5 separate regions of the Mus musculus genome follow, and regions 1, 3, 4 and 5 are each linked to region 2. Evidence: chromatin contacts called from public ChIA-PET and promoter capture Hi-C data. All regions are on one chromosome and are shown on one strand. The core of a region is the stretch at or near the end of the contact, and the rest is flanking DNA. Distances in the headings are between cores, read along the strand shown. Region 1 holds the start of Mau2 (MAU2 sister chromatid cohesion factor). Region 2 holds the start of Ssbp4 (single stranded DNA binding protein 4). Region 3 holds the start of Gatad2a (GATA zinc finger domain containing 2A). Region 4 holds the start of Tm6sf2 (transmembrane 6 superfamily member 2). Region 5 holds the start of Tssk6 (testis-specific serine kinase 6).

What was found. Promoter capture Hi-C pulls out the DNA fragments that hold promoters and counts their contacts. ChIA-PET counts read pairs in DNA pulled down with a chosen protein or histone mark.
Region 1: a contact with region 2 is called in a promoter capture Hi-C map of second pharyngeal arch cranial neural crest. The contact joins the promoter of Mau2 here to the promoter of Ssbp4 in region 2. A contact is called at or near these places in 2 of 39 promoter capture datasets (cranial neural crest and second pharyngeal arch cranial neural crest) and 1 of 115 datasets of contacts at active chromatin or transcription factors (large pre-B cells).
Region 3: a promoter capture Hi-C map of pre-B cells shows a contact between it and region 2, with 3 times the contacts expected there. The contact joins the promoter of Gatad2a here to the promoter of Ssbp4 in region 2. A contact is called at or near these places in 2 of 39 promoter capture datasets (liver and pre-B cells), 5 of 484 Hi-C or Micro-C datasets (the G1E-ER4 cell line, embryonic stem cells and liver) and 4 of 115 datasets of contacts at active chromatin or transcription factors (bone marrow-derived macrophages, embryonic stem cells and stem cell-derived neural progenitor cells).
Region 4: a promoter capture Hi-C map of liver shows a contact between it and region 2, with 3 times the contacts expected there. The contact joins the promoter of Tm6sf2 here to the promoter of Ssbp4 in region 2. A contact is called at or near these places in 6 of 39 promoter capture datasets (the HPC-7 cell line, cranial neural crest, frontonasal cranial neural crest and 3 more) and 1 of 115 datasets of contacts at active chromatin or transcription factors (pancreatic cancer cells).
Region 5: an RNA polymerase II ChIA-PET map of memory CD8 T cells shows a contact between it and region 2, with 63 read pairs. The contact joins the promoter of Tssk6 here to the promoter of Ssbp4 in region 2. A contact is called at or near these places in 1 of 39 promoter capture datasets (pre-B cells), 4 of 484 Hi-C or Micro-C datasets (CD4 T cells, embryonic stem cells and myocytes), 1 of 115 datasets of contacts at active chromatin or transcription factors (memory CD8 T cells) and 1 of 9 other capture datasets (liver).

Annotation. Positions count from the first base shown.
Region 1 is chr8:70,041,327-70,044,026 of GRCm38.p6, forward strand. It overlaps Mau2 (MAU2 sister chromatid cohesion factor), which reads right to left and starts at 1,408. Exons shown (of 19, transcript NM_001376946.1): 1 at 1,066-1,408. The coding sequence starts at 1,359. Sugp1 (SURP and G patch domain containing 1) reads left to right here and starts at 1,461. Exons shown (of 14, transcript NM_027481.3): 1 at 1,461-1,754. The coding sequence starts at 1,721.
Region 2 is chr8:70,606,999-70,609,698 of GRCm38.p6, forward strand. It overlaps Ssbp4 (single stranded DNA binding protein 4), which reads right to left and starts at 1,316. Exons shown (of 18, transcript NM_001372473.1): 1 at 1,127-1,316. The coding sequence starts at 1,182.
Region 3 is chr8:69,973,034-69,975,733 of GRCm38.p6, forward strand. It overlaps Gatad2a (GATA zinc finger domain containing 2A), which reads right to left and starts at 1,350. Exons shown (of 13, transcript NM_001113346.1): 1 at 1,057-1,350.
Region 4 is chr8:70,071,620-70,074,319 of GRCm38.p6, forward strand. Tm6sf2 (transmembrane 6 superfamily member 2) reads left to right here and starts at 1,305. Exons shown (of 10, transcript NM_001293795.1): 1 at 1,305-1,470; 2 at 2,659-2,700. The coding sequence starts at 1,376. Sugp1 (SURP and G patch domain containing 1) reads left to right here. Exons shown (of 14, transcript NM_027481.3): 13 at 1-32; 14 at 187-728. The coding sequence ends at 213.
Region 5 is chr8:69,900,804-69,903,503 of GRCm38.p6, forward strand. It overlaps Tssk6 (testis-specific serine kinase 6), which reads left to right and starts at 1,381. Exons shown (of 1, transcript NM_032004.2): 1 at 1,381-2,700. The coding sequence starts at 1,505. The coding sequence ends at 2,326. Ndufa13 (NADH:ubiquinone oxidoreductase subunit A13) reads right to left here and starts at 1,217. Exons shown (of 5, transcript NM_001382215.1): 1 at 1,134-1,217; 2 at 739-929. The coding sequence starts at 832.

The DNA of each region.
Region 1 (2,700 bases), core at 158-2,657, 570 kb before region 2:
CTCTTGCCTCTCCCTTGAACATGTACATCACAGGTATGTGCAACTATGCCTGTAATCTCAGTACTTGGGTGGCCAGGAAGGATGACAGCTGGGAATTGAGACCAATTCTTTGCTACATCGTGTAAGACCACGACAACCCCCCCCAACACAAAAACAAACAAAAAACCCAAACTTCACACAGTGTGGTCTTTGCTAAATCACTTTACTTAGCTAAGCCTATACGGTTTCACTCTTGAAATAAGGAAGTTTATTGGTTCAGTGAGGATTAGAAGCTCTAACTATGCACAGTGTGGGAAACAAGAATTTTGATCCCCTCCTGAAGGCAATTTACTAGACTGTCTGCAGGTCAGAACATTAAACATCTGAATAGTCAAGGAAACAAAGATAGGAAAATGGCAAAAAAGAGGCGGAGGTGTGGAAGAGACACAGTTGCCATGAGAAGAAACAAGTCTTACTGAGAAGCTGAATGACAGCTACCTCTTGAAATTCTGTGAAGCACCAAGACGTCACAAATCAAGTTGGAGGCGGAGTGGGGACTCTTTCAAAGATGGACCATTTCGTGGTGGGAGAAGAAGCCACCAACAGTGAGACTGACCTCCAGACCCCCGAGGTGCAAGTGACTCTAGAAGCTACTTTCTGCACTTCAGGTCCTCACAAGGCAACAACGTTCAACAAGAGGCTGAAGGCCTCACCTTCCCCAATATCCATGCCACAAGGATCTGGGACTCCAGACCTAGACACCTGACTGTCAGAAGTCCTGGACTTTCAGATTTCCTGCGACCTCGCTTTCACACGTCAGGGAGCTCGCATCTCTTCCTTAGGTAGGTGCTTCTAGGCTGACGCTCTGGGTCCTGTTCCCGCGGCCACCCGACTAGGAGGGTCCCCGATGCAAGCACCAAGTAGCTGAAGAGGGACAACTTTCCCGGTTCCCGGGTGAGAGGGCGTGGCGGAGCCGCGTCTGTCACCGCAGGTGAGGGCGAGGCCTTCGGAAGTCCCAAGCCCGACGAGGCGGAGAGGATCGAGTCCCCGGTACCCGCGGCCCGCCCGCCTGGCCCGCACACTCACCGCCTTCTCCAGGTGGCTGCGCGCCTGCTCGCTGTTCTTCGTGTGGTGGTAAAGCACCGAGCCGAGCTGCAGGTGCGTCCGGGCCTCGATCCGCTGAGGCGGCTTGAAGGGGAACACGGCCTGCAGGCAATGAACGCACAAGCGGATCTTGGGCGGGCTAGATGTTCGGAAGTGCTCGGCGAAACCCAGGAGAGCCAGATACCACGACTCGGCTGCCTCGGCCTGTGCGGCCTGTGCGGCGGCAGCCTGAGCTGCAGCCGCCGCCTGCGCCGCAGCCGCCGCCTGTGCCGCCATCTTGGCCCGCACAACAACAAGCCGCCTCCACAGAGAGGCGGAAGCACCTTGAGGGGCGGGGCCTGGCGACCCGCAATTCTCGCGAGAACTGCTACGCAAGGACTTCTGGGTCTTATGGTGTGTGTTCGAAGTGGCTCCGACTGAGGAAGACTCTGAGGAGAGGATGATACCTCTGCATCATCGTAACTGAGAGTAATACACGTTCGTGAACTGACGCCGGCGTTTCTGTGGAGAAGACGCCCGGTGTCCTAGAAGGGGGTTGGACGAGATTGTCGGAGAAGGACTACATTTACCATCAGACCAAGCGCACTATAACAGAGCCTCCCTCTTCTCAGGTGGCGCCGGAGCATTGTGGGATTGGATGAGTCTCAAGATGGACAACCGGGATGTTGCAGGTAACATCCCCCGACTTCCCTTCGCCGCCCGCCTGGGTTCTCGCGACTGCACGTCTCCTGTTCACCCTACTTTCTGTCACGGACCTGACACGCGGACTTCTCGCCTCAGCCCCAGGGAAACTTACAGTAACGTTGCGTGTGCCCTTCTCTGGTCTGCCGAGACCCCAGACTCGGGTTCGCCCCCCAACCCCCGCCCGTGGCTGAGGAGCGCTCCTGGTCTCCCTCAAAGGCCTGGGCGCCGGGTGGGAACCGCATGGGCTTTCCCAATAAACTGCTCTCGGGCCGGTGGCATCCACAGCGGACAGCCTGGGACATCCCTCCTGCCCCTCCGGTCCCCTTTGGCTTGGGTCCTGCCTTGTGGGAAATGTGCGTTTCCGAACTGCACTGGGTCAGCCAGGGCGGTTTCCCACGGTTACGGGTTTAGCTCTCCCTGTGCCCCTAGGATGAAATGCATTTGCCCATTCACCATATGCTTCCACACTTGCTGGGTGCCAAACGCTGTGCTAAGCTTGCGTGTCAGTGCACCTGGAAGCAAATTTTGCAAAGAACTAGTTCTCGTGACGTGAGGTTGGATGCTGCTAATATATTGAAGGTCAGGGAAGGCTTAACAGTTTTTAAAAATCCATTTGTCTTTATGTCTTTGTGTGTGAGTACCTGGAGCTGGAGTTATAGTAGGCCACCTGGATGTTTGCTTGGATTCTCTGGAAGAGTGACAAGCACTCTTAACCTCTGAGCCATCTCTCTGGCTCCATGAAAAGTCTTTCTTGAGTACAAGATGTTCCATATGAGTAGATGCTGTCTATAGGAAGGCAGAGGTTTCACCACAGAGGCTGGATAGGCCTCAGAGTGGACTAGGATTGTCTCCTTGGAGATTGTTATGAATGAAATGGAAATAATTAGGGGTGTCAACTCTGGTAGTGTCTAGGGAGTCAGTTTTGCTTTCAAC
Region 2 (2,700 bases), core at 66-2,565:
CCTCTAGGCAAGCTGCCCCCTCAGGCCCTGCTACAATCCAGGCCTCCACACTCACACCTCAAAGGTGAGTGCTGGGCTCCCAGCACACTTCAAACGTTCCCGCTTCACCTACTTCTCCACACAGGCACCTCGGAAAGGAAGGCCAGCCCAGGCGTGTCCTCACTGGAAGCTAGAGCACAGCCTGTCCACCTGGGCAGCGCACCCTGTATCTTCAATGTGGGGCGTCTAGAGCCAGACCCATTCTGGCTCACCTGGGACTCCGGGAGGTGTCCCGGGACCGCCATGGTCAGGCTCTGCACCTCTCTAGGCTTTGAATCCGCACCTTTGCCTACAAGCGACAGTGGAGTCCAACTTCCACGCAAACCTCCAAAACCCCAACACCCCGCAGGGCATTAGGGTCCGACCCAACCTCTTCAAATTTGCAGCCACAATGAACCCACGTGTCCTGTTTCAAATCTCCAGCTTGGATACTTGGGACTCTGCGGCCCTAAGACCTGAAGCTGTCCTCCAGTGCCATGGTCTCACAGCCAACCCCGAAAGCTCACACCTGTCAGGTTTGTGTGACCCCAGAACTCCCGAGGCCTTACAACCCTCAGATGCTGTGCCTGCCCTGGGCATCCTGTGACCGCTCAAGTCCTAACTCCTGATCTCCCATACACCACCGACTCCCTAGTGAGCCCCTGATCCTGCACCCGATGAACCGCCACGTGACCCCAGCAACCCCTTGGCTCTTGTTTGACCCATTGATTTCCTGTCCCCTCAGGTATTCTGAGACCCCAAGCCCCCTTGGAGCTCTCAAGCTCATGCCCATGCCCTCTATCTCATGTGACCCCCCCACCAAGACCCTGGAACTCGAGTACCTCAATATATTCTGTCCTTTGTGTATTCTGTGACCCCAAAGGACCCTCAGGTCTCGCACACCCACAATCACACACCCTTCTGGTCTCGCGTGACCCCATGAGCCCCTTGATCTCGTGTGTACCCCTGAAATCCCGCACCATTTTGATCTCCAGTCACTCCCCGATCTCCTCGGGATCTCCTGTGTCCCCCCTGAAATCCCGCACCATTCTGGTCTCGCGTGACCCCATGGTCCCCGGTCCCGCGTGGCCCCGCACCGCGCACTCACTTCTCGCGCGCCTGCCCGTCCGAGGGCGCGCAGCCCTTGCTCGCCTTGCCGTACATGCTCCGCACCTGTCAGGCGCGCGTGGCCATCGCTGCCCGCGCCCCGATCCCCGCGGCCATGTCCGCGCGGGAGCTCCGGCCGCGGGTGGGTTCTCGCCGCGCTGCCCTCCCCGGGCTGTTCCGGGAAGCGCGCCACCGCCACCGCGCGCTCCCGCCGCTCTTAAAGTGGCAACGGCGGGAGCGCGGGTGGGCCCCCCCCCCGCGCGCGCGCTGGGAGCGCGCACGCGCAGAGCCCGCGGGGGCGGCACTGCCCACCAATAGGCTGCGCACCAATAAGTACAGACTTCAATACCTCCCCCCAAAGATATTCAAGCCCGGGACGCGCTCCAGCAGTTGCTATTTGTGCAATTGGGAAGCTGAGGCAGGGGGATGGCCGCGAGCTCCAAGCATACCTCGGCTGCGGAGCAAGACTCCCAGTTGTACAGATCTGGGGGTGGGGGTGGGGTGCTGTGGATATCTCCGTTTCGACTCAGGAACTGCACTAGGCTCTTGGGCTCACAGGATATGCGCCCATGACATTCTACTCCCAGGACACTCTCTGCGAGCCAATACAGCGCTGCGGGCTGTGAGGGGCCCTTTTGAGAGAGTTTCATATAGGCCAGGCTTGTCTCAAACACATAAAACAGATAACCCTGAAATTCTAATCCTCCTGCCTCAGCCTCCCTAGCGTTTGCACGACAGGCGTGTGCCACTTAGCCTGGTCTGTGTGCTGTGCACAGAGCCCGGTTTTTTTTTTTTTGTTTTTTTTTTTATGCATGCCAGCGTTGTAAGGACTGAACCCCAGACCAAGCACGTTTTGTTTGTTTTTCTGAAAGTGTTTCTTAACGCGGTAGACAGAGGCAGGAGGATCTCTGTGAATTCGAGGCCAGCCTGGTCTATATGGCGAGTTCCAGGACAGCAGCCAATACATAGTGAGACCCTGTCTCAAAGTCGGAGTAAAAACGGTGTCTCCTGTAGCCCAGGCTGACCTCCAGCTCTCTACTTCACTAAGGCTCCTTGAACAGGTGGTCCTCCTGCCTCCACCTCTGGGTGCACGCTGGGAATGAGAGCATGCTTCTTTCCCCCACTCCAGCGCAGACGCACGTGTATAACACGCGGCCCCGTGAGAGCACGAGGGGTCGTGGCGCATGGGCGTCGGGAAGCATCCAGGCTAAGGCTTGCTATCGCTGCAAGTGTCCCCGGTTGGACACGACGGGTTTAGTGGGGACTTGCTGGAGATTGCGCACAGGTGGGTCGTCAGCACCCGGTGGCGCAGTCATGAGCTCAGGTTTCCTGTGTGAGTGTGACAGCATGCAGGTCACCACGGCGCTAAGTCTCGCGTGGTGTCCCTGGTGCAGGCAGATCCCCTAGCCCGGGCCTCCCCGCCCCCACCCTAGTGGGCGGGCGGGAAGCCGAGCCGCCGTGGTTCCAGGCGCTCAGGAAAGGCTGCCGGGGCGCGCCCCGCCTCCTCCCCCAGGGCTCAGCTGGGCCGACGCCGGCCTTTCCCATTTCCTGCTTGGCCCGCCACCCCCTCCCCCA
Region 3 (2,700 bases), core at 100-2,599, 630 kb before region 2:
ACCACCGAATGGTAGGATGAGAAGAACAAGAGGGAGACTCAGGCTCAGTATACAGATTACATCCACAACAGGTATCTATCGCTTTGTGAATGGACACACACATTAACAGGGACGTGGGAGTGCTGCATACTCCAAGAAGATAAAAAGAAGTTAATGCTGTCAAGAAAATGTAAGGCTCAGGAGACTCACCAGGACTTTGTCCTAAAGAATCCAAAGCCACAAGATAAGAGTGAACTACCTGAAGTGAGTCAGGTAGGTAGAACTTGCAGCCTCTGCTAAAACTGCAGGGGCGGGAAGGAAAAACAAAACATTCTGCCATACAGGTCTTAATGAGGGGTCCCCATTCATTTCAGGGTTCCGGAGAGCGCAGTCCGGCTGCGGCTGAGGCCTGCCCAGAAGCCTTTCCTTGTTGAAGTGATCAATTCCGATTCTTGGCATTAATCCCTTTAAAAGGCCAGCTGCTGCTGTCTAGTCACTGATGCCAACCCGTTCCAGGTGGAAGAAAAAAGAAATTATTGGAGCCACATCGTACACCCGGAGGCAAATTTAAAGTGGAGGGCCATGAGGAAAACAGGAACCAAGAGAGGGGGAAGGGTCCCATGGCTCCCCAGGGTCAAGCAGGAAGGGCGCGAGCCCAAGCAGGACGGTGGGGGGGGGGGGGGACCGGCCCTGCAGGCGTGGGCGCGCAGGGACTCTTATTCTGACACGGGATCCTCCGCCGCCTCCGCCGCCGCCGTCGCCGCCGAATTTAACGCCGCCGCCGGGCTCGGACCCCCGACCCTCCCGTGGACTCTCACCCCACGCCACTCGTCCACGTGCTGTGTGCCCGCCGCCCCCCTTGGGGCGGCCTCCCAGCCTGAAAAGCTCAGGAGGGAGTGAGGCGACTCGGCCACTTCCCGGCTCCGGGGACCAGGGACCCCAGCCCCACGTGCGAGGGCGGTGGGGAACTTTCCAGCGGCGCAGGCGAAGCGAACCGCAGCGCAGCAAACCGAATACGACCGCGCTCCCACTTTCCCGCGCCCCCGCCCCGCCTTGCCAAGTTTGCTAGGAACTTACCCGGCCGCGCGCCGACCGGGCCCAGGGGCAGCGCGCGTGTCCACAGGGCTGGGGGCGGGGGGCGCCGGCCGCGCGTGCTCGCTGCGCCTGAGGGGCCGCCCGGGCCCGCGGCGCTCGCTCCGCCGCTCCGCCCGCCCGCGCCGCCGGCCAGATAATGCGCCCCTCGGCCGCACACATGGAGCCCGGCGCCGGCGTCACCGCCCGGGACATGCGCACCAGGTCAGCGCGCCCGGCCCGCGGCCCCCAAAACACCGGGGAGCTCTTAAAGGCGACGCCACCCGCCCGCACCCGGATGGGCGGGGTCGGGAAGGGAGGGGCTCCCTGTGGGCGTGGTCTTATGTGGGCGTGGTTCCCTGGAGGCGAGGCTGGGCGGGCCTACCCGGAAGCACCGCCCTCCCAGCCCCAAAGACTGGCGACGCTGCGCTAAGCGACTGGGTTTCCCACTTGGGCTGCTAAGCGCCCCTCAGCCATGGCCAGCTTAGTGCACAGAGCTCGGCCGCGCCCAGGGCTGACTCACGCTGACCTCGCCCGAGCCCTGCACGGCCACCTCTTGTAACTCTGAGACGCGCCCGGGGCCTCGCAAAGCTTCCTCTCAGGAACTTCGGTGTTGACCTCCAGTGAGAAGGTGCGATCGGCTGAGCGGTCACCCCTCTCCCCCGGACCGCAGACAGTTCAACCTACCCACCAAGCCAATCCACCTGCAGAGAACGAGGTGGACGGCTGTCTCCTTCCAGTAATCCACATCTAGCCTGTGCCTCTGGAGAAGAAGGAATCCCCAAGAAAACAAACCTGCGCCCAACCCTCTCTGGTAACACCAAGGAGACAATAATAGCCAGAAAGGAAGCAAGTTTGGGGAGATTATGAAGCATCTGAAGCCAATTTACAATTTCAACAGGGAAAAGTACAAAGTTCATAGAAAACCTATTCCAGGACAGCGACATGGCTCAGTGGTTTAAAGAGGCTTGCCACCAAACATAATGACCTGAGTTCCATCCGCACAAGTTGTCCTCAGACACAAACACACGCTCATAAATAAAATATGTTAATTTAAAAAACACATCTGGAGTCATGGCTCAGCAATTAAAGGTACTGGCTGCTCTTGCAGAAGACCCAAGCACCCACATGGTGGCTTACAACCTACCATAACTCCGGTTCTAGGGTATTTATGCCTTCTGTCCTCATCATACAGAAACACGTCATAAAGAAATCTTATGAAGACAAAGCCCAGGGCTAAAGAGTTAGCTCAGTGGTTAAGGGCACTTCTTGTTGTGGAAGACCTGGGTTCTATTCCCAGCACCCACATGGAGGCTCTCCTCCTCAGGCAACAAGTACACATGTGGTACACAGATGCACATGCAGGCAAAACACTCATGACACATCAGTTTCTTTTAATATATATATATATAAGGGTTGGAGAGATGGCTCAGTGGTTAAGAGCACCAACTGCTCTTCTGGAGGTCCTGAGTTCAAATCCCAGCAATCACATGGTGGCTCACAACTATCTGTAATGAGATGCCCTCTTCTGGTATGTCTAAAGACAGCTACAGTGTACTCACATATAATAAATAAATCTTTAAAAAAAGAAAAAGAAAGAAAAGGAAATGAAATAAAGAAAATGAAGCCTCAAGGTAGGTGGATGAGTTC
Region 4 (2,700 bases), core at 55-2,554, 540 kb before region 2:
TGCTGGCCTACCGATTCCGGCCCAACCCGCTGGTGCGTGCCTCCCTGACTGCCTGTTAGTTTGAGAGAGATGACAAAACCCCTGCTGTAGCCCTCACAGGATGTCAGCTCTGCTGCCTGCAACGTTGTGGAGGGAGGACCTATAGTTTTCCACTAACACTCCTTTGATCTTTTTGGGCTTCCACAGAACAACCCCAGACGGCCCTACTACTGAATATTCTGGAAACACAAAGTCTACATTCAGATCGGCCATCCTTGGACTATGAAATGTTCTGGCATCCATCTCTATCCTGTGGTCACAAGTGTTGTGCTGTGTATTAAAGTCCCAATGCTCACCTGTCCAGCATTCCAGTTCCTGCTGTTGCCAGAAACCTCTTTTGTCCCTCCTCCAGTCCCACTGAGGCTCATTGAGTTCACAGTAACTGGAGACCAGCCAGTTGATTCAGACTTTACCCCAGGCAGAGGAAAAAGAGGCTTCCAAACACTTCATGATATGTGCATGGGCTGGTGTGGACTGGGCACAGCTGGAGTATGGGTAGGGCCTGTCTAGAGGCAGAGGCCTGGGCTGTCTCATGTATTGCTCACTGCATAGCTGCAAGAGCCCAGCTGGAGCCCGTGATGGTCAATCTTTGCAGCTTCATCCCATTTGTGCTGCCCTGGATCCTCCCCAGACCTCTCCAGCTAGTCAAAGTCCTCAAGAGAATAAGAATGATAAATCTGAGTACTCCAGTCTTGCTCCTCTGGTCTTCCATCTCCCCAATGTTTCCCTCTCCCAAGATCTGGTTGGGCATGACACAAAAGGTCCTAGAGTTGGCAGAGCTGAGTAGTGGGAGTGTGGCCAGGGGCTGGACTGCAGTGTGTACAAGTTGTGAGTGTAGGGCCTGGGGGCGGGGCCATGTAGAGCGTGGCTGCACTCTTGAGCTAATGCCTGTGAGTAGGGCTAGGAGAGGTGAATGGGTCTTAGGTAAGGGACTATTGTGGACTCGGTAAAGGGAAGTCTCTACAGTTCAGCCCCACAGGTGACTAGGGTATGGGGGCGGAGTTATAAGCTGGGTAGAGGTAAGGGGGCATGGCTGCAGATGTGGGACGGCTGAAAACTGGGAAAGGACGCTGTGCAATGGATAAAAGGACTGAGAAAGGGAGCTTATGGGCGGAGTCTCCTGATAGTAGGGCGGCACTCCCCACCCACCCCCTCCGCATACTGGCCAAGAACCTCAACACAGGAAAGGGTGGTGACCAGCTCCTGCGCGGGGCGACCTTTGCGCGCGGGGGGGGGGGGGGGGGCAGGCAGGTTCCTGGCAACTCAGAGCTCTGACGCGCTGCGGTCACGGAGCCAAGCGTCCTGGAGGCCTCGCCGGGGTCGGGGTGCCGCTGCCATGGACATCCCGCCCCTAGCCGGCAGGACTGTGGCAATGTCATTCTGCGCCCTGCCAGTGTCCTACCTACTCAATCAAGTTTCGGCGTTCTCACAGTGCGTTTTCGTCCATGAGGACCATGGGGCTGGAGGGAGGATGAGGGGTAGCAAAATCCCATAGGATGGGAGCTGGGCCGGGGGAACGCCATTGCAAGCAGAAATCCCTCTCCAGCCGCGCTGTCAGGAAGATGAAGTTGTAAGTTTCTGGGGAAAGGTGATGTGGAGCCATAGTGGGTTGTGGCATTTACGAGTATTCCAGGGATGTATGCTGTGCCAGTTCCAAAGTCACCCAGGGTCAAAGTATTTTCCTAGATAAAGCCCAACTCACCCAACTTCCCTGGTACGCATGCCCTGTACCATCGTCTCTGTCTCAGGCCTAGAGTTAACTCCCCCTACAAGCAATGAGCACCCTGTCCCTGACTTCTATCTTCAGATAGACCCCGGAGGTCCAGCAATCCCCTCACTCCAAAGCTCAGTTAACTCAAACAGTGGGATAGAGAGGGCCTTAGCCATAGGTCTGACTCCCTGGTACCTGTCTCCTGAGAGTCTGAGTGAGCCAAGTGCCCTTTGGGAGCCCAGGTCTCTTTATCTATCTGGGTTTCACTATCGTCATGGGTGAGGATCACAAGTTCTGTGCAGTGTCAAGATTAGTGTTGGCATTTTGGTTAAGTAAAACCAGGATGGAGTTTATGAAATGTGGGCCTGGGTAGTTTAGGAGAATTGAACAAAAACTGGCTGTGTGGCACCAGACAGGTGGATTCCCCTCTCTGGGTTTTGGTTTGTTTGTCCAGCTGTGTTAAGGGAAGCCCAGAGACCTGGCTTGTGTTATCTATGCAGCTAGCTGAACTGTCTTATCAGACTGTATAACTTCGGTGTAACTGAGCAAGAATAGGGAAGTGCAGTTGGAGACATTTGGACTTTAGTTGAGAGAAACTGGGAGCCTCAAGAAAATACTAGATTCCCTCCCATCAGAGTCCAACCACATGAAGGGTGAGGCTCAATGAGTGACCTGGCAAATCCAAAGGAATGAGTATTAGCTAATGATGAAACACAGAGATAGGGAAATCAGAGAGGGCTTCCAGTGGGAGCAATATGGATAAGCCTTGAAGTATGAGTAGGAGTTTGCCAAGTAGAAAACCTAACCAAGAAACCACTGATGGAGAAGTCAGGTCTCATTCTCCTTTGCTGACACTTTCTGAATAATTCCTCCAGGAGGTCTCACCCAAGCACTCGATTTTCCCCCAGGCCCCTGTTTGTGGTGCTGACGAGTGCTCTGATACTGGGTCT
Region 5 (2,700 bases), core at 131-2,630, 710 kb before region 2:
AAAACACTTTTAAAAACTTAAAAACACAGCCTGGTGGGCACATGCCTGTCATCCTGGTACTATGAAGGCATAGAGTTGGGGTGTTCATAATTTCAGGCTGGCCTGGGCTCCACGAAAGCCGGTGGGGGTGGGGGCTGGGGGTGGGCAGAGAATGCCAGAAGAGGAACCAGCACTAGGGAGGCTAGAGTTTAAGACTAGCCTTCTATGCTATGTTACAATCAACACACATCTTGCCTTGGGTGGACCTGTCTGTCATCCCAGCAATCCATTGGCAAAGGCAGGGTCGCCACGAGTTTGAGGCCAGCCTGGGCTATATAGTAAGTCCCTATCTGCAAAAAAAAAAAAAAAAAAAAAAAAAAAAAAAAATTTAAAAACATTAAAAAAAAAATACGTATAACGGTGCATACCTATGAGCATAGCCTTCGGAAGTGAAGGCAAGAGATCAGGAGTTCTAGATCAGTCTCTGCTACGGAGTTTGAGGCCAGCCTAAAACAAAACAAAAGCCTCCAAACTCCAGGTTAGTGCTTCTCGCAGGCTTAGTTTCCAGGCCCGTGGAAGCCAGCTGGAAACTAGGGGACATGAACATTCTGGCTTCCGGGATGCTGCACTAGAAAACCAAGATTCCAACTCAGCCTCCGCTCACACTGTGCACTCTGAAGCCCGCAGGCTGCCCTCTCTCGTCTAACCGCATAACAAAAGCCTGGTCTGCGACGAACAGGACGACACTGAGACACTGACCCGACAGTCCCCGGCGGGGCAGGTTCCGCTTGTAGTCGATGGGGCCGTAGCCCCCTGGCGGGGGCATGTCCTGCTTCACCTTCGACGCCGCCATACTTGCAGGACCCGCAACTTCCGGCCACCAGCGGAAGTGAGGCAACGCGCGACCACCATTTTGAGTGTGGCGGAAGTTCCGTCACCCAGGAGGTTCCCTATAATTTGGAAGCGTTACGCTAGCCTTGCTGCGATCCGGAAGTCAGTCCCTCCTCCCTCTGGCCCTAGGCAGGGAGTAACTGTGGTCTGCATCTAGAGCTCTCTCGGGCGTGTTTCTTGCACTAAAAACCTTGGGAGTTCACCTACTTTCTTTCGTGAGCCATGGTAGCCAGGCTCGAGGCAACAGGCTGGTTCCCACCCACCTGAGCACCATCACTTCAGGGAGGGACTTGTCCTGTTCCACATCAGTGGGCAGTCTCCTCGCCAGTGACTTCTCACGAGGAACTGACCATTAAGGGCGATTGAGTCACAAAGCCTAAGAAGGGTTTAGGGAGCCCGCGGGGCGGGGGAGGGAGGGTCCCCGCCCCAAGGCCGAGTGACGCCCGCAGTCACTTCACAAGGCAGAAATTGTTACCCGGGCAATAAAAGTCATCGCGGCTGTAGGGCCTTGGGAGTGGGCACATGGGGGCACGGGGGTGCAGGTGCCAAGCACCATGGGTTAGGCCCGAGATTGGAGTCCGGCCGCCCCCCGACAGCAGCCGCCTCCTGCTCCCCGCGCGCCCCGGGCGCCACCATGTCGGGCGACAAACTCCTGAGCGAACTTGGCTATAAGCTGGGCCGCACGATAGGTGAGGGCAGCTACTCCAAGGTGAAAGTGGCCACCTCCAAGAAGTATAAAGGGACGGTGGCCATCAAGGTGGTGGACCGCCGGCGAGCGCCTCCGGACTTCGTCAACAAGTTCCTGCCTCGAGAGCTGTCCATCCTGCGGGGAGTACGGCACCCGCACATCGTACACGTTTTCGAGTTCATCGAAGTGTGCAATGGGAAGCTGTACATCGTGATGGAGGCAGCAGCCACCGACCTGCTGCAGGCAGTGCAGCGCAACGGGCGCATCCCGGGGTCGCAGGCGCGCGAACTCTTCTCGCAGATCGCGGGCGCCGTGCGCTACCTGCACGACCACCACCTGGTGCACCGCGACCTCAAGTGCGAAAACGTGCTGCTAAGCCCTGACGAGCGCCGCGTCAAGATCACGGATTTCGGTTTCGGCCGCCAGGCGCACGGCTACCCAGACCTGAGCACCACCTACTGCGGCTCGGCCGCGTATGCGTCACCTGAGGTGCTCCTGGGCATCCCCTACGACCCTAAGAAATACGACGTGTGGAGCCTGGGCGTTGTGCTCTACGTCATGGTCACCGGGTGCATGCCCTTCGACGACTCGGACATTGCTGGCCTACCCCGGCGCCAGAAGCGCGGCGTGCTCTACCCTGACGGCCTCGAACTGTCGGAACGATGCAAATCCTTGATCGCCGAGCTGCTACAGTTCAGCCCGTCTGCCCGGCCCTCGGCGGGCCAGGTGGCGCGCAATGGCTGGCTGCGGGCCGGGGACTCCGGCTAGGAGCCGGGGTTCTCGCTGTTCCCGCCGCACCAGGCACAGAGCCAGGGCGGCGCACGCGCGAAGGGCGAGCTTCGGGAAACCCGCGAAGTCGCCGCGCGCCACTGCGCACGCGTCCTGTCCCTTCCCCTTCCCCCACGGCGGCGGCCCTCTGAGGCCTGCTGTTGGGTTCTGATTCCTCCTGCACAAACTGATTGCTGGAGAGCGCATGCGCATCCTCGATTTCTGGCGAGAAGGCCCCGGGAGGGGCGCAAAGAGAAGAGAGAGAAGCATTGCGCCTGCGCAGAATGAGCTGTTGCACGGTGGGTTGCCATGCTACAGAGAAACCGTGGGCCAGCCGTGCACGCTAAGTTCCAGGTTGGAACCTGCAATAAATT